Regions from separate parts of the Mus musculus genome. Here regions 1, 2, 4, 5, 6 and 7 are each linked to region 3. The links are chromatin contacts, called in public HiCAR-type and promoter capture Hi-C maps. All regions are on one chromosome and are shown on one strand. Each heading gives the region's core, a stretch centred on a gene start, on an enhancer-like site or on the middle of the called end of the contact. The rest is flanking DNA. Distances are from core to core; before and after follow the strand shown. Region 1 holds the start of Gbp5 (guanylate binding protein 5). Region 2 holds the start of 9530052C20Rik (RIKEN cDNA 9530052C20 gene). Region 3 holds the start of Odf2l (outer dense fiber of sperm tails 2-like). Region 4 holds the start of Kyat3 (kynurenine aminotransferase 3). Region 5 holds the start of Gbp3 (guanylate binding protein 3). Region 6 holds the start of Gbp7 (guanylate binding protein 7). Region 7 holds the start of Gbp2 (guanylate binding protein 2).

Region 1 (3,522 bases), core at 160-2,659, 2.6 Mb after region 3:
CCACTTAATATTGATTTCCAGTCTCATCCTTGCAACTGAGTAGCATTATGATGTCATTCAAGTCTTCCCTACAATTCTGCTTCCTACAAGCCAGACGTAACCAAATCAATATGCATTTATATCAGTAGAGGGTTGGGCTAGAGATATTGGCTCAGTGACTAAGAGCACTTGAGGCTCTTGTAGACCTGGATTTTGTTCCCTTAACCCATACCAGGTGGCTCACAACTACCTATAACACCAGTCCTGGGGGACTAAAATACACTCAGGCACACACATAAATAAAATAATTATAAAAAAAAAGAAGAGAAGAGAAGAGAAGAGAAGAGAAGAGAAGAGAAGAGAAGAGAAGAGAAGAGAAGAGAAGAGAAGAGAAGAAGAGAAATGTTCACACAAGGGGAGGACTGTAGGGAAGAAGGTCACCAAGAAATCTGAAAGTACTGAAAGGTGCTGGAGATGAACTTCTGGTGTTTGCTCAGTTTTTGCGTTTATATTCTTATCTGTTCTTTAAGTATGATATGCATGAGGCACGGGACACAGCAAGAAGTCAAAAGAGTTCCCAGGAGCGATCCGCATAGCCAGACCATACCGGCCAAATAGGTCATTTTTTGATTCGTCAACATATAAAGGTAGAGACAATATTGTAGCAGAGACAGAATCCAACACAAATGGGGTTTAAAAGTGAGTGACTGCCCAGGAAAAGCAAACACGGAACCTTTAAGAGATGGCAGTGCAGCGAAAATGCTCACTGCTGTCAGCAAACCTCTTCCTGTGTGCCTTGGAGTTCTCTCTCTCTCTCTCTCTCTCTCTCTCTCTCTCTCTCTCTCTCTCTCTCTCTCTCTCTCTCGCAGCTCTGGCTGTGAATTTGTCCCAAGCTCCAATGAGGACAAGCATCGGCCCACATATAGAGCCTTGCTGTCTGGGAATTCACTTCCCGACAATGGGAGCGCTGGTTAGAGCCCCAGTCTCAGACCTTTTACTGCGCAGCTCATGCTCTGCTATATTGTTCATGCAAACAGTATGGTTGCCTGCTATTCTGGAGGTGATTCTGTTCTAAACAGCAACTAGGGATGCCAAGAAGTTAGAACAAGCGGAGATAAACAGTTGGAAGTCATTTCTACCTTTCAGTTTAATCTCTTCACACTCTGCCCTCTCATTAACAGGAAACAATAACGGCACTGAATAAACACTCGGACTGCTGGACAAGGAATTCTGCTTCTCTGAGAACACTGCTGTTTAATCTCTAATGGGGCTGAGCCAGCATCCAGGCTAGGATGCATCCCATCCTGGATAAAGTAGTCTAAAAAATAATTCCTAACAGTCTCTTCCCACCCCTGCTCCAGGTCTTACCTTAAGAAAAACTGAAGAGCGGGAGCAGGGGCCAGTAAGAACACTGCTTCAAACGGGACTCTGCAAGAGGACAAACTCGTTGCACCCTTATTTATCTGTGCTTGGTTCTGAGAAATAACGGCCAGCCCTGGGAATTTCCTTTCCTCTCCCAGAGAGCTGGGAGAGAACTTGATTATGAAACGCAAGAACAGGAATCTGCAAAAGGGTTCTCTAAACTGAAATTGAAACTACACAAGTTCAGACTGTATAGTTGAAGGGGATTTTCAAAAGCAGAAGGCTTGAATGTCACTGAACTAATTTCCCAGAAGTTGCCCACAATCTGAAAGAGAACGTTGACATCGTTTGTCATTGTTTCAAGCGCTGTTTATTTTATTCCTTTGAACGAGGGTGATAATTTTTATGGTTTTGAATCACAATTGTTTTGAAGGGAAACCTCACGTACTATTTGAAGACTCATTTCTTACAATTGTCTCTGCATCCACTTAGGATAAAAGTTGTTTTCATTGGTAGTAGGTTAAACAAGGAACTCAGGGTGTCATGTTGTGGACTCTTGAATCCCATATATAAAAGAAATAAAGAACAGAATTAGGAAAACTGAGGATAACTTTTTTGGAGTTGGAGAGAGGAAAAAATTAGCAGAGCAGACAAACCGTACAGGAAACCAGAAAGGAGAGATTGCAAAGGAAAAGAAAGCTAATCACGCTTGCTGGGTTAGAGACTGCACCAGCAAGCTGACTCAGTCACAGAAAGGCTGTAAGCAGCTGCTTTAATCTTATACTGTTTGGTGCCGTTTGGAACATCTGCTGATGATGTGACCCAAGTCCGATTCTTCTGAGCAAAACTCAAGCCACTGAGTGGGTTAAACTAATTTTTTAAAATAGGTCAATAAAATAGCTATGCTTTACCAAGAAGAAATAGCCTTCCCTTAACGGAGCTTCAAGAAAGATCTTCTATCTCACTTGTCTAGAATTCAAGCCAAAATAATATGTTAACAAGTCCTGGAGATGACGCTGTCACTACTGGGACAAGGAAACTCAGGAAATGTCTGGTCATATGTAGCCAATAAAGATCAGTTATATAGAAGCTGAATGTTGTACATGGATATTTGCGGACTTTGTTCTGACGCTCTCTGGAGTCTAACTCTCCTAAAAGGAAGCATACTCGCTTTAGACTGCACTTGCCTGTAAGCTTGACAGAAATAGCATTTGACTTTATGGTGGGTACCGCCTATACTGGTGACTTTGGGTAAAATAACCTAACCGTTATCACAATAACAACTGTATTGATCCATGCGCATTGGATGGCCTTCCACTCCAGTGTCTTCTTTGGTTCGTTGGTTGGTTGGTTGGTTGGTTTTGTTTTTATTATATCAGTTTTTCAAAAAATATTGTTTTTTCTGTGGGATTCCTTTACCAGACTTCCTTTCCATGGACTCGATCACTTCTCCAGACAGGCTAATCTCTGACTGACTTGAGCATGCAGCCTCGGAGTACCTGGCCTCAGAAGGAAAGGCACGTGGATGACTGGTCTCATTTTCCTGTGTCTTGAGTTGAATGCAGAGGCAGACTCAGAAGCTGTCAGACCTGAGTGCAGGCTGATTTCTAGAGCACTAGGCCTGTCTCTGTCCCCATGAGTGTGGTCATGGGCTGGGGGACAGTGACTCAACTTGAGACACAGTTGGTAGAGCACTGCATGGAACCAGTACTTCCATACAGAAGACTCCAAAACTTACATTGCGAGTGAGCGCAGGGTTCCACTGACACTCTGGAAGGCAGCTTCTTCTTAAGATCTTCACTGTCCCCTCTGAGGGACCCCATGGGCTCTTGGTCCTTGGCTTTCCCCCCTTTGCCTTGCTACACTCCCCCCTTTGCCCTATTCTACCACCCTTCTTTGCCTTCCTGTGCTTTGCAGAGCAAGAAAACACTCTCTAGTAAGACTTTGGTGTCATTTTACCGCTGTTTACATTTCTTCCAGTATTTATAATCTTCTGTCACCCTTCCCATGTGCCTACAGGTATGTTTATCAGGAATTGTTGGGTCATGTTTTTAAAATAAGGAGCTAGTGCTTTTGTCTTTCTATGCTGCCTTTGCAGCAGCTATTCCAGGTCAGGCAGTGGGATGCTGCATGACAATAGCAATCATTGAAAATAGTACCCTGACTTTGGAAGCCCCGTGG
Region 2 (3,292 bases), core at 54-2,553, 2.2 Mb after region 3:
TTGTGTATACTTTACAGTAAAAATCATACTACCACTTTGTACCTACCATTTAAAATTGTAATAGTGTTTTTGGACACAACACTGCTTCCTCAAGAGGACTCCCCACTTACTTGTTATAGACTCTTTCTTAAGACTACTCATAACTCCAGGGCCTAACTCTCTCTGTTAGTTACTAGGGAAGGTAATCATATAACTTGGCTTCTCCCAATGTTGTTAGTTCCTTGTTGCTTCCTTGATTAATAAGCCTCCATTTTAATAGCAGGAGTTAAAAATGTTACTCACACTATAGTAAGTATGAAGACAAAGTAATGTGTCTCAGATTTACAGCTCTGCCATTCTTGAAGCAACGGTTAATTACAAGCCAATTCCAGCTCTAGCAAAGTATTTCACACTCTGCAGTATGATGAAACTGGATGCGTGTTTACAAATATTTCACTTAAGCTATAAGCAGTTTCTAGAGTGAAACAGTATTCCTAAGACGACACTTGGCGAAGTAACAGTGTTCATCCATTAAACGCATTCTAAAGTTGATTATGTAACTTAATAATTAAGGCACTTGTTGCTTTTATCATTTTCAGCCCAGGCAATTCATTAAACATATAAATAGTAAAACTTTTGAAGTACAGAACGGAAAAGTTTTGCCAGTATATTGTGAGCCGGAGTCACAGAACTCTAGATTTTCAATGATTTCTGACTTCAATGATTTCTGAGACTCTTGGAGAAAAATCTGCAGGAGCCTGCATCAATGTCCCATGAAAGGTAAAGTGCTTCTCAGACTTGTAGCTACCCACCTGAAACCTGCCATACTCACCTAAATAGCCATCACCACTTTGTCCACATTGCTTTGAACCAGCTATATTAGATGCACTTAATCTTCAGAACCCCAAGGGAAGCGTTTACCGAGAGTGTCCACTCATTGATTAGACAAAAAAAGTATCTGTTGATACTTGTGATACATAAGTGTTACTTGTAGAAGTCCATTTTCCCACAAGTTACACTATGTTACTAAGTAGACTGTGCTACTAAGTAGCTAATTCCGATAGGCTGCTAAGTAGCTAGTTAAGGCTCACTACTAAGTAGACTCTGCAACTAAGTAGTTAGTTCTCATTTATACCTCCCCAAGTAAAGTCGGCTTTGGCTCCTTCCCGACGCTGATTCTGCCTCATCTCTTTCCATTAAACTTACGTTGAAAAAAAAAAAATCAACAAATGAGCTAAGTCAGCTTTGAGCTCAGTAGTTTTCTAGTCCCAACCACAGAGTTCAGGGTAGCGCTCGAGGAAAAGGCAGCCCGTGGGGACTGCTCGGAGCAGAGGCTGGCGCCCTGACCACGCCCACTTCTCCCAAGGGCCTCTTCCGCCCGGGTTTGGCTCGCGGTGCACCTTACTGGTGGCGACGTCGCGCGAGCCAAAGGCGAGAGGTGGACACGCTTCGGCAGGTGGGGGAGGGAGGAAGCGACAGCTCGGGGTGGGCGGGCGGGAGGGCGCGGCTCCCCAGCAGGGAGGGCCGAAGCGAGGCTCAATCTGCGGCCGGCCGGAGGCCAGACCTAGCGTTCGCGCAGAGCCGTTAAGCGCAGCCGCGGTGGGTGTGGTCTGCTCGCTCGACTTCCCGCCTCCCGGCGACGCGAGCCCGGGGCCTTTCGCCTCCCTGTCATCCGGGCCCGCCCAGAGTCCGCCCCGCCCCGCGCGCCTGGCCCTGGGGTCCCCGCCAACCCTCCTTGGCTTCCCAGAGCCCGCCCAGCAGGGGGCGGGGCCCCGCGGCAGTCACGTGCGCCGGCAGCCGCCAAGCGCGGCCGCTTTTGCGACGCGGTGACAGCCAAATGGTGCGACAGGAGGAGCTGCCGCCGCGGCCGCTGCGCCCCGCACCGAGAGCTCCGAGTCGGCTCCCGGCGTCGCCCTGAGGGAGCGGCTGAGGGAACAGAGTCCGGCGGGCGGCGGCGGGCGGCGAGGGGAGCCGCGCCGCGAGGGCCCTCGCTCCCCGCCGCTCTCCATGAGCCGCGCCTGCAAGCCGGGCCGCGCCTCCATGACTCCCTAGCTGCCGCTTTCTCTCCGGTCCTCGCCCCCCGCCCGGCTCTCCCGTCCCGCCTTCTCCCTCGGCCGCGCCGCTGGGCGCCTTCAGGTGCGGAGGCCCGAGCGGAGCGCCATGGCGTCCAACCCCGACCGGGGGGAGATCCTCCTCACCGAGCTGCAGGTAAGGGCCGCGGCCCTGCGGGAGCGCCGCCCGGGGAACCCGGGAGGGGAAGGCGGCCGCGGGGTCGGGGTCGGGGACGCTGCGCGGCGCGGCGCGCCCCTGGCCCGCTAGGTGTGGAAACTCGCGGGGTGTCAGGCCGGAGCCGCCTCTCCGCCCCGGGACCCGGTCTCCCGCGCGCGCTCTCGGAGGCCACCGGGCGGCGGGACCCCGTCCCCGCGGGCGGGGCCGCTTACTCGCTCGGGTCCCCTCCGGGTGTCACCGCCCCGCCCTCCCCCCAGCCCCGCTCCCTAACTCCTTTGAATGACTCCCAGGCTGTGGGCGGTTCCCTCCCTTTCCCCTCCGACCGCACAAAGAGCGCCCCCCGAACTTGAGCCCCCGAGGGCTCGCTCCGAAGTGATGGCCTTGCGCTGCCAGCCGCCTTCAGGTGACCGCGAGCCCGTAGCGTGATCTGCGGGCCGCGTCTCTCTCCCAACTTTTCCTTTTGAACTCCGTGAGAGAGAGAGAGGTGGTCCCTCGGATGGCTCTCCCTGCTCACATCCGGAAGTTCAAATATTGATGCTTCCCCCCCCCCCCCACCGCCCCAGACTTTCATTTTCCCTCCGGTTTGGACACAAGAGAGAGAGAGAGAGAGAGAGAGAGAGAGAGAGAGCGCTACAGAAGTTGTTTACAAACCAGAGAACTGTTCATTAAGTGAAAACGTTAGGCAGCACATGTCCGCAGAAGATAACAAAATAGATGGCGTAATTAGTGTAGTCGGTGTCGAAGCAATATTATTCTTTCCTATTCCCAGCTAAATAAAGTAAGCCACGATTTTTGTTTTGAGATCTCTATGGAGTAGGAGACTTTAAGTTTATCCTGTTGGTTACTTTTTCATTACTTTGGAGTATTCAAGAGATGTTTACATCTGGATTAAAATTTTGTCTCTAAACTGGGTTTGTTTTGTTTTAATGTATTGATATTTTGGCTACTCAAAGATTAGAGGTGAGAACGGAGACACTTGCATTTCTTTTGAATGCATTAGAGGGTTGATTTTTTTTTTTTAATTACTAGTTGCTTCAATGTTTAAATTTCTTTTTGAAATGCATTTCTTTCTAAAGCTCATTAT
Region 3 (3,565 bases), core at 882-3,381:
GATGCTTTTTCTCTGTATTCTGGAAACTAGTCAAAACTTACCAAAGAGATAATTGCATAGCATTTTAGACTCCACTATGGAAAAAAAAAAGTGAAACTTAGAAATAGATAAGCAAAAATGACCAAAGCAGGAAAACAGATTTCTAAATAAAAGCTATCAAAATGATTGGGTGTGAGTGAGGGAACAGGGTGACATTTATGATTCAGAGAGGTTAATTGAATAAGAATCTGTGGCTTCTGGTCAGCTGGGGCTGAAGAGTCAACAGGAAACCAGCAGCACTGAAACAAAATCTTTGCTTTACAATGGATGCTGGTTGGCCTGAGCTGCAAAAGTAGTTATAATTAATAAGTGACCAGCACTGCTGAGGTGAACTCTTCTGGGAAGCGGTGGTTCAGGGAGGCCAAGGCTGTACCTTAAGTGGTAGCTAAACTTAGTAATGTGTTAGGAGTTTTCCACATGGCTCTGGTTTTCAAGGAGTAAAGGGACCACGGAGAGCAGCTGAGGGTTGACACCGTATGACAGGACTGGAGACCAGCATAGAGGTCAGAAAGCCACCGATGACAGAGCAGCCCCCCATCGTAGTGCAGGCCTCAGGACTGAAGAGGCAATGAATACAAACCGAGGCTTGGAATGATTAGGCAAGGGTTTCTAAGGAAAGCCCAGGAGATGTTATTGGAGAAATGCAGTGGATACACAAGGATTGCAAGTGTCACGGAAAGAAACTGAGGACTGGTACAATGAAAGGACAGAAGAGGCCACTGGTTAAAGATCCCAGGATACTGCAGATGTTAGGACCACGGATGACCATCAAGGACAGCAACAGGGGTGGTTTAGAGTCACGGTGACACACTGAGCAAGAAGTAGAATCCCTGGACTCATCTTACTTTATCCCACCTTTAAACTTAGATGCCATCTGGCCCACTCTGCGGGGCAGCTCAGCAATCTTCACGTTTTTTCCACTTTCTCCTTTTTAAAGTAATTATCCTGAATTAACCAACCTACCTTAAATTTACTTACAAGCCTGAGTTGATCAGAACTGATTTTACAGAACAACCTTGAAGACCTATCTGTTCTTTGTAGAAAGTCATTGCTGAAGCAGTCATAAATGGAGAACTACTAAACCAGAGGGTGGGGGTTGGGGGCATCAGTGGCCTGCAACGGATCGTTTCTATACTCATCCTGACTCCCATTTGTCTGTATGGAGTTAACAAAAGTGACGAATAAATGAGGCTATCTGCTCAGATCTTGAGACGCTCGAAAAGCAAAGACTAAAACTATTAATATACACCAGTTGTAGAATTAGCAGAAAACAGCAATAATAATACTTTGCTATTAAAAATTACAAATATGGCCGGTCTCACCATTAATCAAAGGTATGAAGTAAAGCTTACAAACAGGCACGATTTCTACAGTTTGATCCTTTACCTAAACCAGAGGCACTCGTACCCTCAAACATTTGACACCCTTGTAAGCCATGGCGTGACAGAGAAACTTGGTCTTTAGGGTCACCAATAGCAGCCACCGTTAGGTTAAGGTTACTCAACTGACATATTCAGTGCCAGAGACAGGGGACATGACTCGGGGTACGTCAAGAACTGGACTGGCATCGGGTGAGCTCAAGATTAGGAAAACACTATGTCGGAAACACCCCCAAACCCGGACCCTCGCTCTGCAGGGACCCTATCCCCCGCTAACTTCTCCCCGGCGCCCCGAGACCACACCGCGGGAAGCAGGGGCACAATGTCCGCTTTCCTCTGGGTGACAGTGAGGACCTGAGCACCAAACACATACTGTTCAGGAGGGGTGGGCACCACGGGTTTCACTTCCGGGTGCCTAGGGTCACGCGCGGCCCGCCCTCAGAGCCCACCCCAGACTCGCGCCCGCCCGCCCGTCCGCCCGTCGCCCTGACGTCATCCCCCGCCGCCGCCACTACCTACAATGGCCGGAGGCCTCTCTGAGGCCTGCCCGGCCCTGGGTCACTGCAGCAGGCGGAGAGTGCAGAGAGAGTAGGAGGCCAGAGGGAAGGGCAGGGAGCGCGGGGAGAGAAGCTGACGAGTCACCAGAACAGGCAGCGGCGGCCTGAGCGCGTCCACCTTGGAGCTCAACGTTGCTAGTAACCGGCCTGCGGTTTCTGTGGAAACGGACGCCCCGCCCTCATCGGCCCGCTCCGACGCAGCTAATTGGTCGGGAGCTCTAGAGCGCGAGCGCCGTTCCTGCTGTGATTGGAGGGAGTGAGGGGGCGTGGCCGGCGGGGGGTTGTCTCTGCTCTGGTTTCTCTAGTGAGATTTTTCAAAAGCTTTAGCTTTGAGAAAAGGCGTAGCTTTTGTGCGTCGCTGACCGAAAATCTCAACCGCTCTCATCCTAGCAGGGAAGGAAGGTCCGTTCCGAGTCTCTTGACACTGGATCGAAAAATGACTTCCCTGCTTTTGCCCTTTTTTGTAGCTAGGATTTGAAAAAACCCAAGACAGAAAAACCTTTCCAGTGTATGGCATTATCCCCCACAGGAGTTTTTCTTCTTTAAAAACATAGTCAGCAGGTTCTCCAAAATGTCGTTCAAGTCCTCCTAAGTCCTTAGATAAAGCTGCTGTGCTTTCTAAACTGCTGAACCGGCCAAATGAGATCTTGGTAGGACCTAGTAGTGGTTTTTTGTTTGTTTATTTTGTTTTGTTTTGTTTTCCTTATGAGATTTTGGGAGTTTTGTCATTGTTCTTGGAATGTTTTCATGCACCTCCCAGGTGTAGTAGATAGGAGTGAGTTTACGTCCGAGTTTTTGTACAACTGGCTATTATCCATTTATTTGCCTCTATGGGAAACAAACAAACAAACATGTTTTTGCCGCGTGCACCTTGTCCTTCTTATATACTCAAGTGACCTTTCTTAGCACTCAGGGTATACACTGTCTGATGCTCTGAATAAAGTTGGCTATTGCATGCGGCGTTAGTCTGCCTCGTTCCTCCGCTCCACTCCCTCAGGTTCCACCACAGGAAGAGATATAAAAATGAACAGCATATCGAAGCAGCGCATACTTCTAGTAGATAGAGTAAAATGGTAGCTATGGGAAATGTCAGCTAGGAGCTGAACTGTCGGCCCTTCAGTATGGCTAGTACAAGCTCTTCAGAGCCAGATGCTGTGCTTCTTAGGGAGTTTCCATAGGGAGCTGTTCGCCTAGGTGAGGAAAATGAAAATACATGTTTATGAAATATTCTATAAGAAAGTCATAAATAGCAAGTTTGTTTATAATAGCTAAAAATGGCAAGTAGATTGAATGTTTACCAGCAGGAAAATTGATTACATATTCAATACAATGGAATGATATTCCACAGTCAAAAACAACAAGCCACTTCAATATGCACCTTCTGCATAAGTAGCTTGAAGCTCTTCTCTCTGTTGCCTGGGACATTCAATATGGACATGCTGGGTACATGAGCAGCCATGGATAGACTGGTAATAGACGTCTTAATTCAGCCTTGTATAAGAAAGTAGCGTAGGCTGAGTTGTTTAAAGAACAGAAACATATTTATCACATTTCTAGAATCTCAGAAGACCCAACTCAAGAATCAACCAA
Region 4 (3,492 bases), core at 513-3,012, 2.4 Mb after region 3:
TACATCTGCATGGCTTTTGACTTTTAAATGTGTTTTTTGCTAGAACGCTGTACATTGATATTCATGGATAAACTAAACTGATATATACATTCAAATGTCATGAAATTAGAAGAAAAAAAAAAGTTGTTGGCTTTTGGTTTCTCCTTAAGCTCAAGGGTCTGTGAAGAAAACCAGAGATATGTGAGTCAGGGTGACCCAGGCAATCTAATCATGGCATAGGGTATATCAAATATGAAACCCATGTTAGATACACACGGATCAACAGAAAACTAAAACTACCATTTTATCATCTCTAGGGTGGACTGATTCAGAACTGGAAGACCGTGGGCAACCTAGAGGTTAAAAGTTGAAGGAAAAACGCAAATCTCAAAGGTAGGCAAAGCATTCACAACTCAGTTTAAACATGGTTAAAGTTTAGTGCTCTGAATTTACCACTCAAACTACCAAGTTACAAATCTGACCCATAGGAGGTATACAGACATAAAGAATAGTTGTGTTAGCAATCTGAAAACGTCAGGAACCTTCAGGTTACCTAAAAGCTCAAGAAAGATTTATCAGAGACAGCCTCTTGATAAATAACACTGCTCCCTTTATTTTCACCACATGCCATACCTGTTAGCCGGGTTCTAGAGTGTTTATAAAGTTCGCTAATTGCAACAGAGCGAGGTGAACAGGGTTCTAGCTTTCAAAGTACAGAGGCATTCAAGGCCATATGAAGAGGTGAAGCATGAATAAAAAACACAGTCAAGTTTATCAGCATAAGTGTTAAGAGGCATTATCAGCATAAGAGTTAAGAGGCACCATTCAAAACGGGCTTTAAGGCCGCGTGAAAGTGAGATTCTCTCACAAGGGAAGCGGTATGGTCACCTGATGCCGAAATTAGGGTACCGCACACAGGCAAAAGTTGAACAGATTTACAGGCTGGCTGGCTGCAGCCCTGAGCAAGCTTCCCGTGTGCCACCTACCTACCCAGCAGCCCATAGGTGGAACACTGAATGGAGGTGCTTAGGGGCGAGCGGCTCAGATCTACAAGAATGCTTGACCTTCAGACACCACCAATTAAGACTGCTTTTGTCTTTTGCAAAGCTCCGAAAAGATAATCTCAAGCTTCTGGTTTAACTGCTTTTCCAACCCTGAACTTTCGCCTTATCTGGGCTAGGGAGGTAGCTCAGTTAGTAGGGATGAAGCTCTGGGTTCCAACCTAGGCACCGAATAAAACCAGCAGCGGTGGCGCACACCTCTAATCTTAGCACTGGGTGTGTGGGTCGGGTGTGTGGGAGTGGAGATAGGAGGATTAAAAAGTTCCTTTGCCACAAAACTACTTCCAGAAGAAGAGACTGTCTCAAGAAACAAACACAAACATCTTTCACGGATGAACTGAAGTCAGTATTGCCCTTGCAAAGGTGCGTTCTAAACACCCAGACTACACAATCAAGAGTAAAAGGGACAAGGGTGGACTTTTCTCCAAAGAAAAGCCTGTCAACCCCAAGATAAATCCCACAGTCTCCGCTGTGGTCCGACCATGTGCCTAGTACGGGCGCTTCTCCTGCCCGCCGACCTCCCTTTGGCTCCCGGCTCCGCAAACTCTGTATGCCCCGGGCCGAGTCACCGCTCACTACGTCCCGCCCGCTTACATCGTTCTCCTGGTTCCAATGCGTCCCTGGCCTTAGTCCGGAGGTCGCTAGGTGTCGCCGGGGTTCCTGGCGGAATGCACTCGGGGATCCAGAAGCAGAGTGCAGCAGGAACCCTCCTGATTGTAGAGGAGGCGGGGTGGAGGCGGTTCGTGGCTCTGACCAGGGATTGGCTCCGGTATCAGGGCTAAGGCTACAGATTGGTTACGGATTTCTCCAATCGTGGCGCGCCCTGTGAGAGTGCACAAGAAGCTCCCAGGCTAGGGGACAGGGCGTGGCCTTGGCTGAGTATCCAGGAAAAAGTGGAAGTGTGCGACTGTTTGGAGCAGAACTGTTTTTAAATCTCCGCTGCGTGGATTCGAAGCAGGTTCTAGGAGAAAGACTTGAAAATGCTTGAGAGGCCGGCCTGTGTAGTTGTCTATGTGTTCCCTCTGATGGGGAGAGAGGAGGGAGAGGGAATCTTTCCTTCGGAACTGTAAAGTGATGCAGGACCTAAAAGGCGGAGGAAGTGACACTGAAGCGGGAGGACAAGCTGTTAAGAGCACAGCTTGGGGGTTAGATTTTCTTCCTCTTGCGTTTAAAGGAGTCGAGGTGTTGTAGTTCACGAGAGCGGCTGAACGCTGTACTCACGCCTGTAGGAAGGAACAAAAGCGGATTTGGTTGGATGCACTGACCTTGCCACAGTGAGCCAAGCGCTTCTGTATTTTGTTACGAACATTAAAGGTGCTCATTGTAAGCAAGGGCACAGGCAGGCTGCTGAACTGACCGACCCATGGTGGGAAGAAGATGTTTACCTAAGATATAGGAGAGAGAGAATAACTAGAGGATTTGGGGAAAGTCCAAAGCAGTTATGGGAAGAGAGCAGAGAGGCAGACTGGCAAGGGCTGTCTCTCCAGAGCAGAGGGAATAGCAGGAAAAACCTTGCGAGTTATAAAGAAAAACCGGTGGCTGCAGCTTCAGGTGTGTGTGTGTGTGTGTGTGTGTGTGTGTGTGTGTGTGTGTGTGTTTGTCCTGTGAATTGGAACAGCCTGGAAGTTTAGAATAGAAGGGGAGGAGGGCTTGAGAGCTCTGTGGCTTTGGTAGGCACTTTGTATCTTAATAGGCAAGTGGATTTTCCTGGCAGACAGAAGGTTTCAGAGGTCCTTAAGGATGAGGGTGAACTTTTGTCTCTCCCTGAAATTCTACAGTGGAGCTTGAGGTGAGGCAAGCCTTCATTTTGAACCCAGTCAGCGGGTCTGTCCATATTCGGGATTCTTGGAGTTTTCCCCTTTGGACCTAAAACTCATGACGATCTGGAATGGCTTTATCTGCAGTCGGTGTTCTGTTGATATTGCTGAGGTTGAATTGGGGAACATCGCAGTTCGTTCTCAAGGTTTTTGAGGCTAAGTGGCTGCTCGGTGTCCCTTTCCTTTCTCTCTCTTCTCCTTTTCACATACAACCATTACAGTAAGCTGCTAGTTTCTTATTTCAAAACACAGGGTATGTTTCATGACCACTGTGTTCCTAGTTTCTGATATAATTACACTGCCCACATGGTGGACTGCTGCCTTTACCGTTTCTTTGACTTGTGGTTTCCTTGCTCATTAGAATGTCAATTTGCTGGCTGCAGCCATCTTGGAGCAAAACATGGAATCTACAAGTTGAGTTTACTGTTCTTTGTTTGTCCTTTTGTTTTCAAGATAGGATCTCACTGTGCACCCTTGACTGTTTTAGCTACTTAGCCCATTGTCCCCCAAATTCAGACACCCTTCTGCTTCAGCCTCTAGAATGCCAAGAGATACAGACATGCAGATGCTTGCTCAGCTTGTGAGTTGTAAATTAGTGCTTCCCAGCTAGGCAATAATAGTGATGTTGGCATTAA
Region 5 (3,588 bases), core at 1,006-3,505, 2.6 Mb after region 3:
ATGAAGTTGGGAAACTATTAATACTCAGAAAAACTTAATTTTCCCCCATGGGTTAAGAAATTATAAATTTTATGACAAGAAGGGGAATTTTCACTTGTGAGAGGTGCTGGTATTCTGTCTGGAGTCCACCCCCACATATACCTAGCAACAGCCAGGTCTGCTCCTCCCCATGGCTACCTGGTAACAGCCAGGTAGGCCTGGCCCTATAAAAGGGACTGCTTGGTCTCTCTCTCTCTCTCTCTCTCTCTCTCTCTCTCTCTCTCTCTCTCTCTCTCTCCTTTCTCTTGCCTCTTGTCCCCTTACTCCCCCTTTCTTCCCATTCCCTTCTCCCCTCTCTCCATGTGACCATGGCCAGCCTCTACTTCTCTCCTCTCTCCTCTCTACCTTTCTCTGCCTCTACTACCCTCTTAACTCCCCTTCCCATGCCCCGAATAAACTGTATTCTACACTATACTGTTGTGTGGCTGGTCTCTCAGGGAGAAGGGATGCCTCGGCATGGGCCCACAGAGTCCCCCACCTTCCCCCACACCCCACCAGAACGTATTCTTATATTCTTTATCTTTTTATGACCACAGCAAGAGGGATCAGACTTTTCCACGAGATCACCCTAGAAAAGTGTGCTCAGCTCTACATTAGTCCAAGGAAATTATCCCTATACACCCCAAGGACACTCACCATGGTTCCGTCCTGCAAGACGATTCATGAGGTAGGACTTCCCTGTACGATATAAACCAACAATGGCCACCACCACCAGAGGCTGTGCTATCTGCTCAAGAATCCTTATGGCTTCCAGATTTACTGTCAGCTGATTTTTCCAATTTTCCACCAGACAAATGGGTGCCTCCATGGTCCACTCGGAAGCTGCAGAACCCTGTAACCCAGAACAGTCGCTCACTGAAATATGGGATCTTAAAATCGTCTGTTGTCATCACCCAAGGCAGACACATGTCGGTTTTTGTTTGCGCAACACGTATCTCAAGTTCTGTATGTTTCTAAAGTGGGAAATGAACTCAGCCTTCCCAAACCTGTTACAGTATTTCTCATAGAATATATCACGATTCTTCTTTGAACTATGAAAAGTATTCTCCGGCTTCTTAAAAAATAACATGAGAAAGCCAACAACACTGATGTCTGAGACTGAGAGCACTCGGGTTTTGCAGCGGGTGAGGCAAAAACGCACGTGGCAAAGTTGCAAAGTGGGTAGAAAGGTTTCCTGGCATTCTGAGAGAATTTGAAGTCTGTTTCAGTATGAGAAGTTTGCCGGGTGTGTGTTGGGCACTGCCTTAGGTGGCTGTTATCAAAGAATAAACTAAATGAGTGCAATTTCCTACCTTGGTGAGCCTCTGTTCAAATGGGAGAGAAAACGAAGCAGAAAATGAACACACACACACACACACACACACACACACACACACACACACGTGCCCGTGCGCCCACACACGCCTTAGAATAAAGTAAGTATAGAGCGAGGTAGGGACATTGGAGGTTGAATTCAGATAAATAAAACAGGGACTGACTCCAGCAAAATAAGATAAAATGAAGCCTCTTAGTGACACCTTTGAGGACAGATGTCTGCTATCAAGAAAACATTGCGGACACAAGGAAGCAAACTGGGGGAAGCTACCCTACAAGAGGCTGCAGTACTACTGAGTTTGGCTCCTGGGTACCAGGCTCTCACCACCAAGGATGGGCCTTGGTCATTGTCTCCCAAGCCAGAGGGGTTATTGAATGAAGACCCAAGAAAAGCAGTACATGCACGCTTGGCCCGCCAGGTGGCGCTCTGCAAATGGCCACAAGACCCTGTGAGGTCTGCAGCTTGCACTGGCTTGCCCACCAGGGTGAGTCTGCCACCCCAGAATGGAGATGTCCTGGCAATTTCGCCGGCAGCGTCTGTTGAGAGAAACACATGTGGTTACTCACCCAGGCACTGGCTCTGTAACAGGGACAGTCCTCAGCCAACTTAGTTCTTTCCCTGAGCTTCCTACTGCTCCAGGCTCCTTGGAGCAGCCACTGTTAGAAGTGGCAAAGTAACAGCCGCCCAAACACAAATTGAGATAAAAGGAACTGAAATCGAAACCATGCTCCTTGCTTGATGACTCAGTCAGTCGTTGAGGGCTTGAACAAAATAACAGAATTTGTGACCTCAGCTGAGCTGAGGAATTTCCCAGATCCCCCCGAACTTTCTGCAGTTATCACCCCGCCACATCTTGCAGATTGAGACTTTTTTTCTTTCCTACAGTGTGTTCCATCACCGATGCAAAAAAAAAAAAAAAAAAAAGGAGAAAACAGAATCACACTTGGCACACAAGTCTGTCTGTAGTACTCACCAGGGAACACTACTAATCAATGATTGTCATTGCGTTTTCTGGGTCCCCTGCCCTCTTGGATTTAGACTGCAGTCTAAATCAGCAGTGTGGCCTCCTCCTTTCCCTCCACACATTTCAGAGGAAATGCTCCCTCAGATGCAGCAGGAGAAAATAGCAGTCATTATACAACCTGAACTCAGGCTGTGAATTCGAGCCAAAGGCGACGACTGGACTTCCCCCCAGCAGAAAAGCCCTTTCTCCTCCCTTTCTTGTGTTTTCCAGGGATCTGGGAAATAGAAACTGAAACTGTGTCCTGACATGAACCAGCTTTGTTTAGGGAGTCAAAGATGATTGCTCAAGCCCTGGGTATCCTAGCCTTTTTGTTAAAGGAAAACAAGTCCCCAGTTTCCTTAAAGTGCATATCTGCTGTCAGCTCCCTGTTAGAGTCTTTAACCAAAGTGTTATAAAGATGGTGAACTATAGAGATGGCCACTGTTTACAGTGCAGCTTGCTTGGCAAGAACAATGCATGATTCAGTCAGGTCTGTCAGTAGAGCTAACAACTCTGGGCTGTTCCTTCTCTACTCTGACTGACAGGAAGTTCCCAGTATGCTTTGCCTGTCTTTCTGGGGATGTCTCAAACTACTCTCTTTCTTTGTTTGCCATTTGTCCAACACAAGTGTTCATTCCTAATCTACAAATCCAAACTTCCAAATCCTCCCAATACTGATTTTTTTTTGAGTTCTGACATAAAATCACAAGTAAAAAAAATCTGTTCTATAAAAGTTTCCTGCTTTCATGAATTATTTAAAATATTGTCTATGTGAACTGGCCATGGAAGTGGAGGCAGGGGAACCATTCTGAGCTATATATTAAGCTTGAGGCTAGCCTGGGCTACATGAAAATTTTGTCTCAAAATATATATACAATATGTGGGACGGGGTTCATGTATGCTAAGTTGGCTGTGCTCAGACTACTTCATGTACTTCATGTATAGACTACTTTCAAATAATTCATGCAAAAAGCAAACTTTCAACATTAAAAACAAGACATAGACAGACTGACTTTTCAGTTAATAGAGTTCCAGGTGAGCTACAACAGATATGCTTTTATTATTAACTGCTACAAGTTATCATTAACTATCCTTTAAGGCTGGTTAGGTTGAAGTCCTTATATAATACATATGAGTATCAATTTGTGCTTTATTCCTTCCTTGATCATAAGAAAAAACTATATCTCCCTACTGGACCGACAAGTGAGTGAAAGGTACAGAGTTACCCATG
Region 6 (3,244 bases), core at 431-2,930, 2.6 Mb after region 3:
AACAAAACCTACTGGTTCCGCTGCTTCCACAGCCTGAGTGCCAGGATCAGGAATGAGTATTGCAGTGCCCAGTTTATATGATGCTGAGGACTGAAGCCAGAGCTTCACAAGTGCTAGACAAGCGCTCTACCAACTGAGATCAGCCCCAGGACCTTCAGCTTACTTTCTGTACATAGATAAGTGACAAGCACGTGACCTTACACTGGCAAATTATCATCTCCCACCTGCTTCATGCCCATGCTGTTGAAGATGACACATGGATATGATTCTTTTCCAGTGGCTAATTTCCCTGAAAATACATCCTCGTGAATAAATACTTCTGTGGGCAAATCTCTGATGGTGCATTCTCTCTTAAAACAACCATAAGTATTGAAGGCTATTGTGCCTCCTTTTCACTTGTCTTGGAGGTCATGCACACATGCTAAATGAATGCTCAGGAAGACTATAAACTGCCCAGTGGATCAGGGAATAAACACCAGATCCTATTACCAAAACTTCCCTGATAGAACCAACTTCCGCAATTCACCTTTTCTACACTGATAAATATCCTAATTGGGAAATACCAACTCTCAATTGATTAGTGGCATGTCATGATATAATGTATAAGGGGCACTCTGGGTGCTGTTTGTCCTCTGGTGGCATCTTAAAAACTGTAGGTGTTTCTTTACTTAGCATCAATTTAGAGTAGGTGTCGAATGGGAAACGTAAGCTCACCTTAATTCTGTGAAAGACAACAGTACCTTAATGACCAGTTCTATCTATATTAGGAAAATATTGATAGGCATGTTATTTCTCTTCTCTCTGCTCTCGTGCAGGTCTGGGTTACTGTCCCAACTAAGAAGCTTAAAATTCACAGTAAATAAGTAGAACTACATAGCTGCGATTGGTCATGTAAATTATCCATGGTCTCCAAAGGTGGCTCGAGCCACAGGGAAGACAGTAAAAAACTGCCTCCTCCGGAGATTTTTCACAAGCTCCAAAACTGGTCTGAAACCTTAGATGGACGACTTTGAAACAGTTCACAATACATGAAGGGGTTCAGGCTTTCCTGCTGTTTCTAACTTTTGACTGAGTACCCCATTGCAGAGCGCGAGAGTGCACTGGTAGCACAGCGGTGCACGGGGCGGGCGCAATTGGAAATTCTGTCTGACTCAACAAGGGAAGGCTATGTTTTCTGTTTCTTCAAGCCGAGCTGAGCTCACAGCGGCGGGAGTACCTGAGGACTATGGTAGATGAGGATTCTGGGGTTATGCCCTCTTACTTGGAAACAATGCAGGGGAATGGGTAGCCTGCGGGAGTGGGTAGCCCTGGGCTGATATTCCCGTAGGAACCGCTCACCACCCCACCCCATCCCCCACCATGCCTGGCTGTGGTGGCTGCTCGAGAGTGGTCGCACTTCCCACACTGAGCAACGCTGTCCACCCACCCTGAGGCCACCAAGCCGTCTCTGATCGCGGTCGTCCACCCTCCGGTGTCATCTTGCACCAAATGTGGAGTTTATGGCCTGGGACCTCGGGACCTCCCTGAAGCTCCTTAGGAGATGTGTACATTGGGTATGGAGTCTCAGGGAACTCACCAGCCTGCACCGGATTCTCTGCTACCTGGATTCAGCACCTTTAGGCTTGCTGCTGCGCCCGCCCCGATTCCTCCTGAAAGCTCTCTATTCTTAAACTCCAGAGTGAAACCGGATATTGCCTGCACTTAGTTGTGGGGATGGAGAACTGAAACTGAAACTGCACACACAGGCTTGTGCTGACTTTCTGAGAAGCTTCTGCTTTTCCTGGAAAGAAAACGGAATCTGTGGGGAACAAGTCCATAGTCTTCCCTGCCAGATGGGCGGCGGATGAAAACAAGTCGCTGATTCTCTAAATACTGACTTCTATTGGGAAATACAGAATGCTGCAACAGAAATGTGCCAGCTCCTGCCACTGGCTTATTCCAAGAGGTTGACACCAACGAGACGTTTTTACCTTAAAAAACGCGCAACTCGTGCATGATAGTAATACTGTACATATTAAAAAGGTAATGGGTTGTTTCTGTGCATTGGATACCTCATGTGATATATGATGCAGACTGGGTTAACATAGCTATCTCTTCAAACTGTTAACACTTCTTTTTTGAGATGTATGCCACAGTCACCATCATTTATCTTGCTGTGCAGCAGCACATATGAAAGTCTGGCTTCTCCCTTTTTCATGTCCCCTACGGGTTAGCTTGCTATGCCTTCTACTATATGGAGGTTTTTTTTTTTTTTGTTTTTTTTTTTTTTTTTGGCAAAACCGAAATGAATTACAACAGGTGTTTTGGGAAAGAAAGAAAAAAAGCTTTGTCTTAAGTGACTGTCCAGATGTCTGGTAACATACAACAGACTAAGCTGTCATCTTTGTTTGGTTAAATGTCTTGGTGCATTTTAAATTCACAAATATTCATGTCAGGGTGATTCTGTGATTGGAATGTAACCTCGTGTTGTGTTAAGGAACATCTACATACAGACCAGACTAGTGAAGTATCCATGTCTGATGCTTTCTTACAGGCCCCTCGGAATCATCTTTCTGAGCTAGGGAGGAGGTGGGGCTTGGTCAGGCCTGAGAACCATCATGTAGTGTGTCCTCAGGTTATCCTTCAGGTGGGAACATCAATTTGATTCCCATCTGTTAGTTTGACTGAGGTAAATTTCTCCCATAGAACAAAGTTAAGTGTGAACTCTGTGGAATAGCAGTTGTCAGACTCAAGGCTAGGACACGAATGCACTTCATTGCAGTAACGCTGGATGAACTAGGCATGTCTGGAGTCAGGGCACGGGGCAGACACTTAAGTGTTAAAGCTTTCACAACCCTCTCTTTTATGTTGCTTTTTAAAAGACATAATGGATCTATTTCAGATGGACCTGCTGTGAGGATTTGTATATGCTCAGCCTAGAAAGTGGCACTATTAGAAGGTGTGGCCCTGTTCAAGTAGGTGTGGCCTTTTTGGAGTGGGTGTGTCACTTTGGGTGTGGGCTTTAAGACCCTCATCCTATCTCCCTGGAAGTCAGTATTCTGCTAGCAGCCTTCAGATGAAGATGTAGAATTCTCAGCTCTGCCTGTACCATGCCTGCCTAGATGCTACCATACTCCCACCTTCATGATAGTGGACTGAACATCTGAACCTGCAAGCCAGCCCCATTTAAATGTTGTCCTTTATAAGAGTTGCGTTGGTCATGGTGTCTGTTCACAGTAACAAAACCCTAACTAAGACACCTGGA
Region 7 (3,600 bases), core at 17-2,516, 2.5 Mb after region 3:
GACATTCCCAGTGCTGTGGTACTCTCTACCAGCACAGTCTTCCAGACACAGCTCATAGTTTTCCTATGTTACCCTAGAGAATTCCTCCCAAAGGTTTGGTTTCTTTCAGTTCACAGTGGTATTTATGCCACAAATATCACATGGACTATATGCATTGCTTTAAGGTGAACCAGTATCTTCTGGAACATGATATAGTTTTTGAACTCATGAAGTCACAGCAGCTGTGGCTGCCTATAGAAAACCTGCATAAAGGCGGGTGGTTAGTGGCACATGCCTTCAATCCAGCACTTGGGAAGCAAAGGCACATGGATCTCTGAGTTTGAAGACAGCCTGGTTTACACAGTGAGTTTCAGGACAGCCAGGGCTACACAGACACACTATTTTGAAAACAAAACAAAAGAAAAAAGAAAAAATGCATAAATCAAAATTCTACCATAGGTTGGTGAGAGTCCCGGGAAGCCCAGAGCATAACTGAGATGATAATGGCAGTTAATGGCTGCTACAGACTCCAGGGTTGGTTTTCTTCAGTAAATGGCCCCTGTTAAGTTACCTGAATTCCACTAGGTGGCCTTATGCCCACGTTTGAATGAGCTGCAGTGACTTGATTAAATGAGGACATGAAACTGAGTGAGGGGTGGGTGGGAGGAGATGGAGGAAAGAGTAGGGAATATACACAATCAAAAACACATGACATATATGATGTTCTCAAGGAATAAATAATGTGTGTGTATTCAAAATAGTATACACAAAGATATTGTAGCTCAATAGATTTTTCAATGGGGGAAACTGTCTCTTTTTATGAATTCCAAGCAGCCTAACTTATTTAGGTAGACACTGGCAACAAGTTCAGGAACTTTGTCTGAGTATCATTAAATAGTAAGAATGATATAAAATGGTACCGAGAAAGCAATATGAACCTCAACACACTTATGCTCTCAGTGTGAAGTCTTCTTTCCCAGAGTTTAATTAATTTGCCCTAGTAGGGACAGGGACATCTAGGGTAAAGTCTGCCTCTGTCACCTAGCCCTGGGCCACACACATCTGTGCTGGTTTCAGCCTCCTCTGGTTAGGGTAAACCAGCAGTCTGCTAAACAGTTTTCCACCCCTGCCTCTGTCTTACCTGAAGAGAAATCCTTTAGAGAAGAAGAAGAAGCAGCTTTTCAATGCTGGTCAGCTTTGCCTCTGAGGCTGGCTGCAGAGTGCTCTGTCCTCTCTCACAGGCACTGTGACATAGACCCTGTAGTAACCCGGGAAGTTCCAGATTTTTGCCAGAGAACTTGTGAGGAGTTCGCTCTTTATTTATGCTTAAGACAGTGAAAGTGAAACTAAAAGAGTTCCTAACTGGGGTGGGGTTGGAGGGATGACTCAACCAGCACTGCAGGAATGAGGGGTTTGCTCATGGGAGGAGGGTCTCAGGACTTCTCAGGTAGAGATTGATAAATGGTGCCATTTCTTGTGGGTGTTTCAAAATGTAGGGTGAAAAGGGTGTGGTTTTGAAATCATTCTCTTATGTTTCAGTCCTTTTTTGTCCATTAGTGTTTGTTTTGTGAAGTTGCCAGCCCCACTGTGTTACACAAAGTTAGCAAGCAATTGTGCAATTCAGAAGTGGACATGAATCGTTTAAAAATCATTTCTCTGTACTGTGAAAGAATAAAAATAGAACGAAAAAGGTGAGAATTTGGAGGGACAAGGAGAGAGAAAGGAAGGAGAAAGATGGGGGAGACAAAGAGAGGGAAGGAGGGAGGAAGAAAAATTACTGAAAGTGAAAGTGAATCTGAGTTCCTTTAAACATGTCAAATGCTGGGAAATCAGCTAGCTTGTTTGTTAGTTTGTTCATTTGTCTTTTGGACTAGAATAATCGCTATTAACATTATGTACAATCCCACAACAATTTTAGCACCACTTAAATATTTTCAATCATGTAGACATGTAGAATTTAAGAGTAAGCAAAAGGGATTTCTTTCTTTTCTTTCCTTTTTTTTTTGTTTTTTGTTTTTTGTTTTTGTTTCTAAGCTTAAAGGGGTGGAGTTTCCAGTCATTTGTAGTATGTTTCCTTAGAAACAAGTGAGTCAGAGTCCTGACCCTAAACCATTGAGTGCAAATAACATCTCTCAGAGGCTGAGGGAAGCCACTGTCAAAACTGAGACTGACATCTGTGAGTCTCTGAGCTAAGGCTGGGAATGACCATGGAGTTGACAAGCCACTGGCACTGTGGCTGTGAGAAGTGTCCCAAACTGTGCTTTGAAGTTCTGAAGATGTCTAATTAATCCTCATGCTGATTTACCCACGGACTAGTACTTAAAATCTTCCAGGGACTTAACACAAATCAGACAATAGGTCAGACTTTGAATACAAGTGTTGAATTCTTCTTCAAGCACACATGATACAAGCATGCACTGAAAAGTATACTACAGAAACACTATACCATCCACTGTTATGCTATAAGTTAATGTACCACTAGAAGTATTTTTTAAAGCCCTGGGTTTAATGCCACTACCAGAAAATAATTATACAGAAAGTATCTTTGTGTTTCTGTATTCCACAAGAGTACTAAGCCCCGTGACTGTGACATTTCCTCTGTGTGGTACTACTGTTATTCTGAATGTTCAGTTGCAGAGCTGAACCCCTCATCATTGGGTGCCTGTGTGACAGCTAAGAGTCTTCTAATGACCTCCCCTCTTACAGAAATTTAGGAGCGGCGTTTCTTACATTATGAACAATGTACAGCATGCACTTGAAACAATTATGGTAAGCTTAATCATTTTTATTAACAGTTTTCACTTAAACAGTGCTTCTGCCACATTGTAAAAGGCATTTATCTTCAGAGATATGCAAATCATGTCATAGCAGCAAAAGAAAGATAAAAATGAAGGTTGGTTTCACAAGAGTTGGCACTGTGATTATGAGCCTCAGAGGAATAGAACGAAATTTATTTTGAGTTCTCCATTCTGTGTAGAAGTCATTCTAAAACTCTTAGAAGGAGAAAGTGTTTTTGAAAAATAAAAAGAGAGATTAGAAAGGAAACACAGTAGGCTGGAGCATGAAAGAAAACAAGAAGTTCTCTCAATGGGGGAGGTGCAACGCCCACTCGCCTATGCATTCTGCCTGGAGGGGAATTTTCTTCTCCTCTCCAATGAAATACTCTGCTCATCCAGCAACCACAGAGCCTTCCCACATTGGGCACTGCCCATTGTCTACCCTGGGAACCAATGTCTGCAGATAGCATGAGGCCCTAGGAGCTGTGTTCCATGGATATGTTCAGATTTTTATCATGTTTATAACATGCCAATCCCAGCTTAGAGCAAGCTACATCTTTGAATTACTTATGAGCACACAACTAAGAATATCCAGTAGGGGATGTATGTGATACAAAATGTCTACCCAAAGACAGCTGCCCTATCACTGTGTTGTAAAAACAAATCCCAACAATACAATTTAGTATGTCTACAGAGTCCATGTTTGCAGTATCAAATATAAGACCCGATTAAAAATCACATGAATTTTCACTTCTAACACAAACATGAACTGAGTCACCTCATAAGCCAAACATTTTTTTCACATATAAACTCCACTTTGTGAACTTTATTTCTCCCTTCTTCC

Evidence for each region. Promoter capture Hi-C pulls out the DNA fragments that hold promoters and counts their contacts. HiCAR-type assays count read pairs that join an accessible place to other places.
Region 1: a promoter capture Hi-C map of pre-B cells shows a contact between it and region 3, with 7 times the contacts expected there. The contact joins the promoter of Gbp5 here to the promoter of Odf2l in region 3. A contact is called at or near these places in 2 of 39 promoter capture datasets (liver and pre-B cells) and 1 of 9 other capture datasets (liver).
Region 2: a contact with region 3 is called in a HiCAR-type map of astrocytes, with 5 times the contacts expected there. The contact joins the promoter of 9530052C20Rik here to the promoter of Odf2l in region 3. A contact is called at or near these places in 3 of 39 promoter capture datasets (hippocampal neurons, liver and pre-B cells), 2 of 484 Hi-C or Micro-C datasets (CD4 T cells and muscle stem cells), 1 of 115 datasets of contacts at active chromatin or transcription factors (astrocytes) and 1 of 9 other capture datasets (liver).
Region 4: a promoter capture Hi-C map of pre-B cells shows a contact between it and region 3, with 11 times the contacts expected there. The contact joins the promoter of Kyat3 here to the promoter of Odf2l in region 3. A contact is called at or near these places in 5 of 39 promoter capture datasets (embryonic stem cells, hippocampal neurons, liver and 1 more) and 2 of 9 other capture datasets (adipose tissue and liver).
Region 5: a contact with region 3 is called in a promoter capture Hi-C map of pre-B cells, with 2.9 times the contacts expected there. The contact joins the promoter of Gbp3 here to the promoter of Odf2l in region 3. A contact is called at or near these places in 1 of 39 promoter capture datasets (pre-B cells) and 1 of 9 other capture datasets (liver).
Region 6: a promoter capture Hi-C map of pre-B cells shows a contact between it and region 3, with 3 times the contacts expected there. The contact joins the promoter of Gbp7 here to the promoter of Odf2l in region 3. A contact is called at or near these places in 3 of 39 promoter capture datasets (the C10 cell line, liver and pre-B cells).
Region 7: a promoter capture Hi-C map of pre-B cells shows a contact between it and region 3, with 8 times the contacts expected there. The contact joins the promoter of Gbp2 here to the promoter of Odf2l in region 3. A contact is called at or near these places in 3 of 39 promoter capture datasets (the C10 cell line, liver and pre-B cells) and 2 of 9 other capture datasets (adipose tissue and liver).

The regions. Positions count from the first base shown.
Region 1 is chr3:142,494,821-142,498,342 of GRCm38.p6, reverse strand. Gbp5 (guanylate binding protein 5) reads right to left here and starts at 1,409. Exons shown (of 11, transcript NM_153564.2): 1 at 1,348-1,409.
Region 2 is chr3:142,880,506-142,883,797 of GRCm38.p6, reverse strand. 9530052C20Rik (RIKEN cDNA 9530052C20 gene) reads right to left here and starts at 1,303. Exons shown (of 2, transcript NR_152127.1): 1 at 812-1,303. It overlaps Pkn2 (protein kinase N2), which reads left to right and starts at 1,794. Exons shown (of 22, transcript NM_178654.4): 1 at 1,794-2,187. The coding sequence starts at 2,140.
Region 3 is chr3:145,117,155-145,120,719 of GRCm38.p6, reverse strand. Odf2l (outer dense fiber of sperm tails 2-like) reads right to left here and starts at 2,131. Exons shown (of 17, transcript NM_001162538.1): 1 at 1,938-2,131. It overlaps Gm40163 (a long non-coding RNA gene), which reads left to right and starts at 2,307. Exons shown (of 2, transcript XR_867692.2): 1 at 2,307-2,377.
Region 4 is chr3:142,699,318-142,702,809 of GRCm38.p6, reverse strand. Kyat3 (kynurenine aminotransferase 3) reads right to left here and starts at 1,762. Exons shown (of 14, transcript NM_001293560.1): 1 at 1,635-1,762.
Region 5 is chr3:142,559,023-142,562,610 of GRCm38.p6, reverse strand. Gbp3 (guanylate binding protein 3) reads right to left here and starts at 2,255. Exons shown (of 11, transcript NM_001289493.2): 1 at 1,921-2,255; 2 at 676-871. The coding sequence starts at 847.
Region 6 is chr3:142,528,772-142,532,015 of GRCm38.p6, reverse strand. It overlaps Gbp7 (guanylate binding protein 7), which reads right to left and starts at 1,680. Exons shown (of 11, transcript NM_001083312.2): 1 at 1,577-1,680.
Region 7 is chr3:142,618,329-142,621,928 of GRCm38.p6, reverse strand. Gbp2 (guanylate binding protein 2) reads right to left here and starts at 1,266. Exons shown (of 11, transcript NM_010260.1): 1 at 1,121-1,266. It overlaps Gbp2b (guanylate binding protein 2b), which reads right to left. Exons shown (of 11, transcript NM_010259.2): 11 at 2,753-3,600.